Linked DNA regions of Mus musculus: regions 1, 2, 3 and 5 are each linked to region 4. Evidence: chromatin contacts called from public HiChIP or PLAC-seq data. All regions are on one chromosome and are shown on one strand. Each heading gives the region's core, a stretch centred on a gene start, on an enhancer-like site or on the middle of the called end of the contact. The rest is flanking DNA. Distances are from core to core; before and after follow the strand shown.

Region 1 (2,742 bases), core at 34-2,533, 390 kb after region 4:
CAGTACTGACCACAGAACCCCATGAGGTGTTGGAAAGGCTTCTGCATCCAACAATGCGGTAACCGTCAGACATCTGTGGCTGTGAGCTCTAGCAGGGCTGAGGAGTTCAGGCCCCCTCCCTTGCTTTTTTTCCTTTGTTTCTCTGAGTATTTTGGGACAGTTTCACTCTACAGCCGAGGCTGACCTCCAGCTTCCAACCAACCCTCCTGTTTCCACCCTCCAAGAACTAGGTTTTCAATTCATTTAGTTCAACTTTTAAAATATAACTAGTCCCAAGCTGCTGGTGGCCACAATATTGACCAGGGCAGGTGTAGAGGCCCACGCCTCTGAAGGAGCTACAGCATAGAGTAATACTATCAGGTAGGGGCACAGAAGACGCTGTGTGACTTGGGTCAGCTCCCTCCAACTCCCTCAGCCTCCGTTCCCTTATCTGTTTGGTAGCATTCATAGCAGTTCTGATTTGTGAGTATGCATAAAAGCATAGGTCTGATATGGCAAAAATTAAGCTTGCTGGAGAGTGAGTAGTCAAGGTGGGCTTCTCGGAGGAAGTAGCAGAAAGCCAGCCAGGGGAGGTGACATTGATGGAAAGAAGACAGCTAGCTGATAACAGGTGGAGGGGAAAGTGTAAGAGTCCAGAGCCTTCTAGAAGAATGGGCAAGGCTAGCAGGGAACACAGGCCTGATGCTGCATTTTGATCTATATAGTGGAGAGCCATGGAAGGTATCATTGGAAAGATGGTAAGTCCAAACCAGACCCACGTGGCCTTTGTCTTCCCATGGGAATCAGAAATTGACCCCTATTCACCTTCCCTCTCTCTACCTGCTGCCGGGTCTCGGAACACCTCCTGAGTACACAGGTGTCTGGAGCTGCCTTCTTTCAGTCTAAGATGTGCCCTGGGTTCAGATACCAGCCCGGCCACTCCTTGGCCCTACGGCTTCAAGGAAATCATTAACCCGTTTCACCTTCACTGTCCTCAATGGAGAAGGAAGATAAGGACACCTTCTTTACACAGTTACATAAGGTACCAGAGAAAAGGGCATAACACAGAGGCAGACGCCCAGGAAGTGGAGTGGAGACACCCAGAGACGGGGAGGGATGGGCTGGCTGAGATCTCTCTTGGCCAGCCTATCCAAAGGCGAGGCTACCTCCAAAGAGGCCTGCTTATTATTCTAGAGTGGGTCTTCTGGATCTTTCTAAACTCCCGCCCAGAGGCCATATGCAGGCTGCGGGCGTGGATCTTACATAACCTGGCAGGACCTTTCACCCACTGATGTGGGCTGTGTGTACCATGGAGAAGTGCTCCTGGGTCACCGCCCTGTCCTGAGATACCTGCGCGTACACACACAGCCTGCAGCCTGCGCTGAGCTCTGCATATTTACTAAGTTCTTAGTCATACTCCTCAGACCGCAACGGTTTTAAAATATCTATCGGCAGCTTGGTGGTGGCATATAGTGGTGAAGTACTGGGAAGACGGTGGAGGACAGACAGGACCCAGGAGCCATGGGGTTGAGCAGCCACTTAGGATATTGCTGGCAAACTCTTGGCCTCTCAACTCCGGGACCTGGAGCCAGGTGTGGCATTCCGGAGCTTCAGTTTTCTCATGTGTGAGATGGATTTTGTGGTCGCACTAGCCCCGTGGATCTGACAGTGTTCAAAGAGCTTATATCATCTAAAATGTAGGATATACTCTCTGCATTATAGAATATATATAAAGGGTTTTTGTGAATTACCTGGCATCAGATCCTGGCTATGAACAGCCTCATTTTGGTGCTGCTTTATTTGAGATGGGATTTTATAGATACTAGCCAGGCTGGCCTAAAACTTGATACAGAGCCAAAGGTGACCCTGAGACTCTGACCCTCCTGCTGCCGCTTTCCATTTGCAGATGTGCGCCACCAGATGTGCACCACCACAGCTGGTTTATGAGGAGCTGAGGATCCAGCCCCAAGATTTGTGCATGCTAAGCAAGCTCTCTACCAACTGAGGTAGAGCCCTAACCCTGCCCTCGCTGCTGTATAATGTGTCCTTTCTACTCCTCTGACCCTCCCCAGGGACAGTAGGGAACTTACCCTGCTGGGCTTTCCCATCAATCCTAACTTCCTGACACCCTGGGATCAGGGCCTGGGATCTGGGCACCCTAAGTTTTTAATGTTCTGCTTAACCTTAGGACCCTGCCGCCTCCCCACATTTCTCCCACTCAGGGAACCATCTAGGATGGATAGGTTGATGCTTGTTCCAGGGTCTGTGCTCTGATTCCACCTCTCAGGTCCAAACTCTGGGCTCCCTCCTCTCTCTAATCATCCAGCCAACCAGGGTCTCTTCAGCCTCAGACCCTGCCTCTGCCACTGAGTGAGCCTCAGCAAGCTCCTTAACCTCTCTCTGCTTCCATTTTGGAGCTCTAAAATACGAATCATCCTAATGGCCATTTTGAAGGTGTCTGTGAGAATTAAATTTAAAAATGGAGGGCTCGCTAGTTAGGAGCACTGAGTACTCTTCCAGAGGAACCAAGTTCGGTTCCCAGCACCCCCATGAAAGATCACGGCTGGCTGCAGTTCCAGCTCCAGGGGATCAAACACATTTTTCTGGCTCCCACAGGTTCTGCGTACACATGGTACACAGACATAATTGTGGGCAAAACACCCTATGCATAATAAAAAGTAAATTAAACTTTGTAGAAATGGAGTACTCGCTGTGTGTGCTAGGTGCTGTTATAGGCACTGGGAGAGAAAGGTGAACCGTAGA
Region 2 (2,734 bases), core at 88-2,587, 400 kb before region 4:
GAGCGCTAGCTGCACAAGTTGGTTATCACAGAAAGTGTGTTCAGGCTCTACAAGATCAGGGCTACAGCTTCAGGGACAAGGACTGATAGTGAGGACCACAGTAAAGGAATGGCAAGAAAAGAGCCTCGAAGCCTAGGTCTAGAGACTCAGTAGCACACACAGAGCCAAACACAGGGCCTCTGGGTATCTTCAGGGAGCAAGAGCCTATGAAAGGGGCTGGACTGGGCAGGTAGATTCTCTGGCTCTGAGTTGGGCATTGTTAGGCATGTTAGGGCAGGGAGCCTTAGGTGGACTCAGCTCCAGAGTTTGAGCTTAGCGCTGAAGGATATTTATTTATTTATTTATTTATTTATTTATTTATTTTTGAGGCAGGGTTTCTCTGTATAGCCCTGGCTGTCCTGAAACTCACTCTGTAGACCAGGCTGGCCTCGAACTCAGAAATCCGCCTGCCTCTGCCTCCCTTGTGCTGGGATTAAAGGTGTGCGCCACCACGCCCGATAAGGATTTTTAAAAGGAGAAAGCTTCCCCCACCCTGCCCCTTTTAGCTGTCTACTCCGAGGTAGACCTCTCTGGAGTGGTGAGGGTGGTCAGAGGATTCTGCAGGACTATAGATCTGGAGAGTGGTGGTGAGAATGGCAAGTCTGGTGAGGGCTGCTTCCAGCTGCTGTGAGTGCAGGGCAAGCAGAGAAGAGGACCAGGGCCTGAGGTAGTGGAACGGATCCTAGAGTAGGATGATCCTAGCACAGCTCGGGACTTTGCCTGTGGGGGGGTGAGGTTAAAAGGATCAGAGGTCCAGGCAGCATGGAGACTGAGAAGGTAGACGTGGGGATGGAGGAGCACTGCGTGTGGGTGATGGCTGTGCTGTGGGGCAGGGGCTGAGGTGGGGTTGAAGACAAAGGCCCTTAGATGAGGGTCTGAGGGCAAGAAGGGGAAAGTGAAGTTGTACCAAAAGGCAAGAGAGCAGGCAGCACTGTGGACGAACCCACAACCAGGGGAAAAAAGTGAGTTTGGCCTGTAACCTAGGAAGGTGAGACCCAGAGTGGACAGCCACCTTCCCTGGGTGCCAGGCATTAGGTCTGAAGAGATGCTCAGCATCTTCCTGCCTCACTGTCTGCAGCCTTAGAGAGGACTGCCTCTGGACAGGGAAGAGGTGGGGCATTGAGAACAAATGTTTGAGGCAGAGGGCCATTGTGTAAGGAATTATTTCAGCCTCCCTTCATGTGGAGCTGGAGACTTGACTGCCATCTGTGGGACACTTGCTGCTATGTACATAGGCTGGACTGCAGGAGCCCAGGGCTCAGTGCAGGCCCACAGTTCCCCAGCAGGGGTGCACTGGGGCTCGGGGAGACACTGCTGTATGGGTCGGGAGCTGACCCTCTGGCCTATTGTCTGGCTGTGCTGCCTCCTCTGAAGACATGGACATTCCAGAGAGCCGAGATCAATGTTGGATGGGGGACAAACCCTGCGTGTCCTCGATTCCCTTTGGCTCTGGGAGAGGGGGGAGAGCTGCCAGCAGGCAGTCGCCTGTGGTGAGGAGCGAGGTTTCACTGACATCATTGAAAGCCCTCTCTTGGGTCAAGTTCTGGGCAGTGTGCACAGAAAAAAGCAAAGCCGCGGTCACTTCTTTCATGGATGGCAAAGCCCTCGGCAGCCCTGGCTCCTATTTTTCCTTTGGAGCCAGAGACCTGTTTCTCTGACCATCTTCCTGACTTGCCTAGAGCCTTCCCTCCTCTTTTCTACTCAGGAGGCAGTCCATACTCCTTCAGCATCCCATGGGGTCTGTAATAGCTAGCCTACCTTGCTAGTTCTCCTTCATGTCCCCTCCCATTTTACTTCCTGCAGGCTGCCCCCTCCACCTGGAGTGTCCAGATGCCTCAGAAGATGGGGTGCAGTTGTGCAGCTAGAGCTTCAGGGTTCTGTGACTTCCTTTAACCCACTCCTGTAGACACCTTTGCCTCTAGTAGTCATTTGACTAGTCTGCTGGTTAAAGCCTCCTTCCTAGATTATAACCGCAGGACTCTTCCCCCATCTCCTGGGACCTACTGCGGTGCCCAGTGTTGTTTGCTGACTGTATTTAGGGGGAGACTGTTGTGATGAGTCCCTTCCTACCTGCTGTCTGTGCAGTGCTGCTTCCCTCTGTTCAAACTAAAGAATGAGGTATCAGCACCATGCACTTGTCATCCAGTGAGAAGAGGGGGGCTCCTAGCACAGGGCTCATCAGAGTGGATGCCAGCAAGCGCTGAAGGCCTCCCTCTGCTGCTGCTGCTCTTCATTTACAGCTGTCATTTGTTCTTTGGTCTCTAGTTTTTTTCCTGTCTAGTGACTCTTGTCACACTGAAAACACAGTAGAAAAGGGTCCTCTTCAGCTGAGGCATGGTGGACACAGGAGTCAGGTCTGGCTGTAGACCTGGCCAGCAGCACATCAGAATTAATGCACTTTGGAACTTTGAGACTCATTTTTTCTCTTTTCTTGAGCATGGATATGACATGAGTACTGGTGAGAAACCAAATTTCCTTTTAAGTGAATTAATAACCTGACACTAAACAGAGGCCTTGCTCACAACACAGAACAGAGCCTCACAGAGCAGCTGTTTTCACCCACAGGCTGTCTGGGCTCTGGCTTTAGGAGCAACAGCTTGATCTCAGGCAGGGTAATGGGGGAGGGAGTGGCAAGCCCTGCTGGTGAGATCTGTGAGGAATCTGGCTCTGCTGTTCTCTAGCTGGGAGGCCTAAC
Region 3 (2,774 bases), core at 105-2,604, 370 kb after region 4:
AAGCAGTTCCCTACAGTTCTGGCACATCCCTCCTCTGTGGTGAGGCAGCAAGAAGTTCCTAGAAGCCAAGCCACTTGGTGCCCAACACTGGAGAGTTTTGAGGCGCTCCTTCGGCCCCATGCTGCCTTCTTTGCTCCTCTGTTATCAAGAACCCTAAAAATGGCTCAGGGGTAGACAGAAAAGCTGGGAGTACAAGCTGACGTTGGCAAGTGACGCCATCAAGCACAATGTGAGCAAATGCAGCTTTAGGAAGTGCACCACGGAGAAGGGGTGAGATGATCGACGGGCACTCAAGCTGGCTGGCTTAGGAGCATCAGGTTAAGACCCACCTGGGTTTGAATCCTGGTGCCCTTCAGTCATGTAATCTGGAGACTGACCTTCAAGAAACCCAAGACAGGTAGGTGTTGGCATTCTTTGTTTGCAGTCACTGGCACGTAGCTGTCCTTCTGCTTCGTGGCCAGGATATACAGACAGCTCATGTTACTACCCAGGCAGATGCCTGTAAACCGGAGTCTGAAATGTGCCAGGAATCACTAGCTTTTTTCTTTTTTGTTGATGCTACGGTTGAAACCCAGAGCCGTGTGTGTATACTAGGCAAACGCTCTACCACTGGGCCGCACCCTCAGGCCTAGTTCCTGGATCTTGCTCTAAAGTGAAGGGATCTATAGTAAGTTGCTGGCTTTGAACCAAATGCAGGTCCAGCCCCATGTACAAAAGTGTCTCGTGGCTTCTGTCTCCTGGATGTCCTCCTAAGTGCCAAGTGCTCTTCATACACTCGCTTCATACTTATACTTCACAGATCAGGACACTGATTCTCAAGGGAGTCCAGGGACTTAAGGGAGTCCAGGGGTTGAGGGGTAGTCTGTACCCCTAGACATAATTTTGCATTCCCAGCATCCCTGGGAAATCTGCCGACATAGGAGAACCATTCTCAGGTCTCAATGACAGCATGGCTCTCTGTCCTGCCAGAACCCTAGGCCCTGTGATCTCATCCTTTTCCATGAGTATTCCACACAAGGGAAGAGATGGTATCACACCTGCTTCATGCCAAGGGAGAGATGGTCACAGAATCCATAGCCCATCACTCCCATGTCACAGGCTAGGAACACAAGGCACAAGAATTTACCTGTCCAAGGTCAGTGATCTGAACCCATGCCCAACACTACATTTTTCCATGTTAGGGCTGGAAAACAGAGGCCCTAGGAATTCAAAGGAAGAAGGCACAACAGATGTTACACTGGGATGTGGTACCAATGTCAATTCCTAAGACCTAGACTATTATAATGCTGAGGTGTTGAGTCGGATCTGCTCAGGGGACTTCCCCTTCCTAAACCCAGCAGACTCACTTGAGTGGCACGGGGAGGCAAAGATGGGTCCAAGCAAGCCTCTGCCACCCATGAACTCTAGCGCCCTTTGGGTCTCAGTCACTTTCTTTCTCATGGAATTGCTAGTGCCCAAACTAAACACGATAGGCACCTCTGTGGAACTGTGGACATGGCCTAGCCATGCACTAGTACCTGCAGAGAGGGGCCTCAGAGGCAGGTGGTCCTGGAAGCCTGCAAAAAGTACTGACCCAGCCCTCTTCCTTGCTCTGGACCTTGGATCTGGCCATTTCCCCAGTCCTGAAACTCAGCTGTCATGTTCAGAGGTGTGGCAGGTGGCCAGGAATGTGTGACCAGTGACTCAAGCCCGGGTGGTATTTGATTCACCCAAAGAGGAAGGAGTGAGAGGAAGGAGAGATTCCTGTCCCTGGGGCCTGGTTCCTGAAATTACTTAGACTCCAGTCAAGGGGATACCTTCACCCAGGCCCATCCTAAGGGCGCTCCCTAACTGTGCGGGCAGGACTGGGTCTATAGGTGTAGTTGGAACCAAGCAAGGCCCTTGTCTCCCAGAGCCAAGTAGAGGCAGGGCGTCTGTACACTAACAGTTGGTCTCCTATCTTCAAATATGGTGCTGAAGATCTAACAACTGAATGAGAGATCTCTGTAGTCTATTTCCCTAAAGTCAAGCCTTCTCACAGGGGCACCACTTCCCAGTAGGGGATTCCCAGATGTGCCTGCAGCTTGTTCTCTACAGTTTGTAGAGTCAGGGACCATCATCACTACTGTACCTGCTAACCCGGTGTTCCTGCTGCACATCGGATTCCCCATGGCCCTTTGAACTTAAGGCGACAAGATAATCAGGAGTTGTTTAGCCAGAGTCACCTCTCTTCACAGCCTGGCACTGACTCAGACCTGTTTGTCCAGCTGTGCTCAGCAGCTACCGAAGATTCCGATCACAGGACAGAAGGCCCAGGGTCAGACACCACCATGAGGCCCTGACTCACAGGGCTCCACCTCCTCCATAGACACCTGAGACTGCAGACTCAAGACCACTCCTGGGCCAATCATTGCCACTGCCACTAACTTCAAGCAAGCCACTGAGCACTTACTAGGAGTCAGGCTGAGTGGCCCTGTCCAGACACAGGCCCCACACAAGGATAATCCCATCCTCCTTGAACCACACAGGCTTTCAACTCCACTCAAATGCTATTGTGTATCTTGCCTTGGGCCTTTTTTGTTCAACAGTGTCATGGGATGGGCCTGCGATAATGGCTGCTACAGAGAATGCCCTCTGCAACCCAAAGCCCCAAACAGTCCACCCTACTGCTGCCCAAACAGAAAGGCTGCCTGGCCTACATCCAATATGGGCAGGATCAGCTTCACAACAAGGTCCAAATTTTCCCTGTTATCCATTTGGCAAACACAAACCCTGTAGAACTGCTGAGCCTAGGC
Region 4 (2,700 bases), core at 86-2,585:
GCCCAGGACAGAAGGAGAGAAAGGGGTCAGCAATGGACCTTCCAGTCGTCCGCCAAGACTACCCAGCCAGGGCATGCACAGCAGGAGAAGGCCGTGGTTCACCCTGTAGCACCATGGCAACCCCTGCTACCCATCCCTCTCCGAATCTCCTTCGTCCTCCAAGATACCACCACCCTGACCCAGCACAGCCATTAACCCACCCCACAGAAAAACAGCTGAGAGTAATGAACAGCCAAACGAGGTGAGAAAAGCCATCCAGCCCTAAAGACTGCACGGCATAGCTCTAGGACACCTGAGACTCACATTCTAGCCCTGCTCCCCACATGTGGCTGCATTCGTGTCCTGTGACCCTCCCGTGGTGTGACAGACGGTAAATATTTCCAGCTGCACAAGCCAGACGGCCTCTGTCCCAACGCTAGACCTAACATCCAGGTTGCAAACAACAGAGCTTTTCTTTGTCAATACACCTTGCTGCAAAAGTAGGCCGGGGGCTGAACCTGACCCGTGCACTGCTTTCTGGACCTTGAACCCCAAAAGAGCCTCAATTTGCTCTTATGGGAACAATGACCCTATCCTGCCCCCCCCCAACATGCTCTAGGGACCTCTGAGCTGCAATGTGCAGACAGTGAGCTACAGGAAGTCCAGAAGGATAGCACCAGGGCCTCTTGAATAACACTTTGTGTGGTTTTGGTTTTTTTGAGGTCCTGGAGATGGGACCCAGGGCCCTGAGTATGTCAGGCAAACACTTGACCACTGAGCTGCAGGCCCAGCTCCTCAAGTGCACTTTCTATCAGAAGCTGAGGAGCTATTTCTCTTTAGAAATGGGCCCCAGGTCTGGCTTGTCTATGTACCTTATTTGTACAGACGCTAAAACTTTACTGACTGAAGGGCTGGGGCTGCAGCCCAGTGGCAGGGTGTGTCTAATCTGCATAAGGTCCTGAGTTCAGTTCCTGGGTGGGAAAGAAGGATGGAAGAGAAAATTGGGAGCGTGACCATTGCTAACGAGTAGGAAAACATGCTTTTTCTACGTTGCTGTTGCTACTGGTGGTGATGGTGGCCTGTGTCACAGGGCAGGAGAGTAAATAAACAAGTTGTTTACCTAGCTAGGAAAACAAGAGGAAACAAGAGGCGGGAAGTGGCCACATTCAAGTAGGGAGAGAGGATGGTTAACACGCTAGCCCTAGCCACGTGCCTCTGACCACGGTGTCCCCGGAACCCAAGAAGGAGAAACTGCAGTTCATGCGTCACAAGCCACAGCGCCCACTGCAGTGACAACAGGCTGAGTCACCCTACAGAAAAGAGCCCCTCCCTTCCCCACAGCCAGCCGCCCACAGGAATCACTGTCTGTCAGAGCCAGAGGACATTCTACCACGGGACCCAGAGACTCAGAGCCAACAGCACCCATCCCTGCATTGGAGGACCCACAGGGCGAGGCTCGGGGCAGAGCAGAGGTGTATCAGCAGAAGTAGTACCCAAGTCAGGGCAGCCAATGTGGGCCTGAGAGGAAGCCCCAGCCAGGCTCTCAGAAGGACACGCTCTCCTGGAGTCTGAGTTCTGTCTGGGAGATCTGGCAATATATAAATTACCAAGGCTAGAAATTTCCATCCTGCGTGTAGCAAGGAAGATGCAACGAAGCAAGCGAGCGTGCAGGTCAAGGGTGCCCCAGCAAGGGAGGGTGGCTTGGTGGGTGGCACAATGGGCGGGGCAGCAGCAGGGATGCTCCCAACTAAGGACCTTCCCCATTCTGCACAACCAGCTACTTGTGAGCCTGCTGTGTTCACGGGCAACGCACCCCAGAACAGGGCTGAATTTAGAACAACTCATCTTTCCTAAGAGCGAAGCTCAACAGAGAGGTCAGGCTGAGCCACATCTAGTTAAACCGATATCTTCATGAAAAAGGAAATTTTGATTTTATTTTTGGTTTTTCAAGACAGGGTTTCTCTGTGTAGCCTTGGCTGTCCTGGAACTCCCTCTGTAGACCAGGCTGGTCTCAAACTCACAGAGATCCACCTGTTTCTGCCTCTGCCTCCGGAGAGCTGGGATTAAAAGCATACTTATCCACTGCCCAGCTTCAAATTTATTTGTTTTAGTGTGCATATGTGTGTGTATATGTATGTATGTATGTATGTATGTATGTAAATATATGTGTGTGTATATGTGTATGTGTGTGCGTATATGTGTGTGCGTATATGTATGTATCTGTATGTATATGTGTCTATGTGTATGTATGTATGTGTATATATGTGTCTGTGTATGCATGTGTATGTATGTGTGTATGTATATGTGTGTATGTATGTATGTATGTGTGTGTATGTATGTGTGTGAATACATGTGTATGCTTTCACTCATCCATGTATGTCCATGTTGAGGCCAAAGGTCAATGTGAAGTGTCTTCTACCATTCTCCATCTCATTTATTTTTAAATTTAATTTAATTTTATGTGTATGAGCATTTTGCCTGCATGCATGTCTAGGTACTAGACATAGGAAACTGGATATGAGCCACATGTGGGTGCTGGGAATCGAACCCAGGCCCTCTGGAAGGCAGCCAGTGCTCATAACCACAGAGCTGTCTCAGCCCCTCCACCTTATGTTTTTAGACAGAGGCTCTCACTGAACCTGGAGTCCGTGTCAGCTGGGCTGGCTGGCCAGGGAGCCCCTGGCGTCTGCGTCGGACTTTGATGTGGCTGTTAGGGATCCA
Region 5 (2,807 bases), core at 134-2,633, 450 kb after region 4:
CACTGGAATATGAGACCCATCTCAACAACAGTAATCCACAGAGCAGACATACAAATGAGCTGGCGAGAAGGCTTAGTGGATGTGCCAACCTGAACACCTAGAGTTGGACCCCAGCATTCACAGTCAAAGCCAGGCATTGAGGCTTTGAGATGGCTCAGGGGGTAAAAGTGTTTGGAATAAAAGCCTGAGACCTGAGTTCAATCCCTGGAACCCACAAAAAGCCAGGTGTACTGGCTACAATCTGTAATGTCCAATGAGATGGGAGGCAGAGACAGGGGAATGGCTGGGAGCTCTTGGGACAGCTAGCCAGGAGTTTGTTCAACAGCAGAATTAGGAGAAGGGGCCAAAGAGATGGGCCAGTGGCTAAGAGCTTTAGCGGCTCTTACAGAGGAGCAGAGTATCGTTCCTATATGGAGACTCACAACTACATTTAACTCAAGTTCCAGAGGCTCCAACTCCCTGTTCTGGCCTCTGTGGGAACTGCACACATGTGAGTCTCTTTCAAGCATGCAAAGCAAAAAAGGAAGGAAGGAAAGAAAAAACAAGAGAGACCTTACCTTAAGAGGTTAAAAGGAGGGAATCAAAAGTTGCCCTTAAGCCGGGAGTGGTGGCGCATGCCTTTAATCCCAGCACTCGGGAGGCAGAGGCAGGCGGATTTCTGAGTTCGAGGTCAGAGCTATACAGAGAAACCCTGTCTCAAAAAAAAAAAAAAAAGTTGCCCTTAGACCTCTACACACACTCTGGGGCATGTACATAAACACACGTAATAATAACGAATACAATTAAATTGCTATAAAAAAAAAATCTGGGAATGGGTGCACAGGCCTGTAAACCTGGGTGAGAGGGTGTCAGGCAGAGACATAGGAGGAAATGGGTAGAAAGTAACAGAGGAAGACAGAAGTTTTCCTTTGGCCTGCATGTACCTGCCCATACATGCATGCACACATGCCTATAACACACACCACACACACAGACACACACACAGCCAGAAGATATCAAGAACACATTTCAAACCAGGATCTTGTTACCTGCCTGGAGGCCCTCCGTAACTGCAGCCTAGACGGAGTCTCCTGTGGCACACAGTCTTCCTTAGTACTTGATTCCTCACGAGGAGGCGGGTGTCACTGTTGCTTTTCCACCGTGACTCAATGAGGACAGAGCAGAGACTAGCCTAGGTCCCCAAGGTGAGTCAGTCTAACCTGGGCCAGAGCCAGCCCAGCCAGGACAGCCACTCCACTGAGGAGGGAAATCAAGATCAAGAGGAAAGGGGATCTGGCACTACCGCCCCCTGCAGGCCGGCCACTACCTCCAAATGTCTTCTTCTGGCCCTGCCTAGGGAGTTAGTCACTGACCCCATTGAGTTTGGAACCTGAAAGCTGACCTCTGTGGGTTGAGCCAGCCCAGCCCAGTAAAGCTGACCTCCGTGGGTAGAGCCAGCCCAGTGCTGCTTGTTCAACTTGTGGGAGTTTTGGGAAGTGTTTGGCAATCAGTATGTTTAAAGTGGAGGATTTTACATTCAAGCTTGGTATCCAGGCTTCTTCCATTCAATAGGATCTATTGAATCGGACAGTCTGGCAAGGGCTTATGTCTGACCTTGAGAAGCCAGTTTCCAGCCTCCACCTGCCGAGGCAGGCAAGGAAGTCCTTATCAGAGCCTCTGCTGCTGTTATCTGAGTAGCCTTGGACTGCAGACAAATGAAATTCCCAGATGGAGCTATCGAACCCTGGAGAACTATGCTTCCTAGCCTGGTCTCTGCACTGTTCTCATCTCTGCCCATTTATTACCCTCCTGGCCAGGATCTAGGCTCTAGGGCATTATCTCCTCCATAGATCTTAGGGAAACCTGTCTGAGCCCTTGGGCAGGTGTTAACCTGACAGCACCTGTGCCCCAGCGGGTGGATTGCCCAAGGTCCCTGCACTCAGGTGTGTCTGGGACTCACGGGGTGAGGCTCTTGATGCTTCTGTCACAGGTCCAGGGTCCAGGCTGCAGGTATGGAAGGGTGATTCATGCTCAGGCTGTCTGCTCTCACGGGAGGTTGACTCACAGAGGGAGGCCACAGCAGACACACCTGGGTTGGACTCCTGGCTCTGTTACTTATAACTACACACCATTGGTGAGTGAGTCTTGGCTTTGGCATTGGTGAGGAGTCCAAATCATCTTATGATGGTGTTGTTGGCTCTCAATTTAGTCAACACTACAGTAAGAGGTGTATCAAATGGTTCAGGTCTGTGGCGTGCACTGAACAGTGATTATGACTAAGACGCATGTTGTCACAGGAGGAGTTTTTTGTGTTACAATGCTGGCTGCCAAATTTGATGACCTAACTTTGATCCCAGAACTCACATGCTGGAAGGAGAGAACCAACTCCCACAAGTTGTCCTCTGCCTCTACAGCATGCCACACCAAATATGCAGCCATACACATACACACATAAATACATACATACATACATACATACATACATACCCAAAGCAAAAAAACATATAGAAAACCCCTCAACACAGAGTTTTATCTAGCCTCCAGTGGTCATGGTGCTGGGTTCCTACAGCAGAGCAGACTTGTAAAGTGATTACATGCATGTACATGCGAATACAGTGCAATAAACATGGGAGGGAGGTGTGACCCAGAAAGGCTCTTTGGAGGATGTATGTCCATGGTGGGCTCGAGGACAGCTAGGAGTCAGGAAATCAGGGGGAGAAAAGAAACAGTGAAGGCCTATGTGTGCCCTTAATCCCATAATCCCAGCACTCAGGAGGCAGAGGCAGATGGATCTCTTGAGTTTGAGGCCAGCCTCATCTACAGAGTGA

The links. HiChIP or PLAC-seq counts read pairs in DNA pulled down with a chosen protein or histone mark.
Region 1: a contact with region 4 is called in an HNF4G HiChIP or PLAC-seq map of pancreatic cancer cells. The contact joins two enhancer-like sites. A contact is called at or near these places in 1 of 115 datasets of contacts at active chromatin or transcription factors (pancreatic cancer cells) and 1 of 9 other capture datasets (pancreatic islet).
Region 2: a FOXA1 HiChIP or PLAC-seq map of pancreatic cancer cells shows a contact between it and region 4. The contact joins two enhancer-like sites. A contact is called at or near these places in 1 of 15 datasets of contacts at CTCF or cohesin (large pre-B cells) and 1 of 115 datasets of contacts at active chromatin or transcription factors (pancreatic cancer cells).
Region 3: a contact with region 4 is called in an HNF4G HiChIP or PLAC-seq map of pancreatic cancer cells. The contact joins two enhancer-like sites. A contact is called at or near these places in 1 of 115 datasets of contacts at active chromatin or transcription factors (pancreatic cancer cells) and 1 of 9 other capture datasets (pancreatic islet).
Region 5: a contact with region 4 is called in a FOXA1 HiChIP or PLAC-seq map of pancreatic cancer cells. The contact joins two enhancer-like sites. A contact is called at or near these places in 1 of 115 datasets of contacts at active chromatin or transcription factors (pancreatic cancer cells) and 1 of 9 other capture datasets (adipose tissue).

Annotation. Positions count from the first base shown.
Region 1 is chr2:32,523,167-32,525,908 of GRCm38.p6, reverse strand. No RefSeq gene overlaps it. Among named protein-coding and RNA genes, the nearest start is that of Fam102a, 11 kb to the left of the region's middle. Within about 2 kb of position 1,283, at least 32 of the 459 cell types and tissues checked have an H3K27ac peak or open chromatin away from gene starts, as enhancers often do. A contact at or near this core is called in pancreatic cancer cells, where this site is marked.
Region 2 is chr2:33,315,359-33,318,092 of GRCm38.p6, reverse strand. The region is part of intron 4 of Ralgps1 (Ral GEF with PH domain and SH3 binding motif 1); the gene reads left to right. Among named protein-coding and RNA genes, the nearest start is that of Ralgps1, 55 kb to the left of the region's middle. Within about 2 kb of position 1,337, at least 163 of the 459 cell types and tissues checked have an H3K27ac peak or open chromatin away from gene starts, as enhancers often do. A contact at or near this core is called in pancreatic cancer cells, where this site is marked.
Region 3 is chr2:32,547,076-32,549,849 of GRCm38.p6, reverse strand. All of the region lies in intron 1 of Fam102a (family with sequence similarity 102, member A), which reads right to left. Among named protein-coding and RNA genes, the nearest start is that of Fam102a, 13 kb to the right of the region's middle. Within about 2 kb of position 1,354, at least 103 of the 459 cell types and tissues checked have an H3K27ac peak or open chromatin away from gene starts, as enhancers often do. A contact at or near this core is called in pancreatic cancer cells, where this site is marked.
Region 4 is chr2:32,916,291-32,918,990 of GRCm38.p6, reverse strand. The region is part of intron 5 of Niban2 (niban apoptosis regulator 2); the gene reads right to left. Among named protein-coding and RNA genes, the nearest start is that of Gm13523, 35 kb to the right of the region's middle. Within about 2 kb of position 1,335, at least 164 of the 459 cell types and tissues checked have an H3K27ac peak or open chromatin away from gene starts, as enhancers often do. A contact at or near this core is called in pancreatic cancer cells, where this site is marked.
Region 5 is chr2:32,470,342-32,473,148 of GRCm38.p6, reverse strand. No RefSeq gene overlaps it. Among named protein-coding and RNA genes, the nearest start is that of Slc25a25, 20 kb to the right of the region's middle. Within about 2 kb of position 1,383, at least 50 of the 459 cell types and tissues checked have an H3K27ac peak or open chromatin away from gene starts, as enhancers often do. A contact at or near this core is called in pancreatic cancer cells, where this site is marked.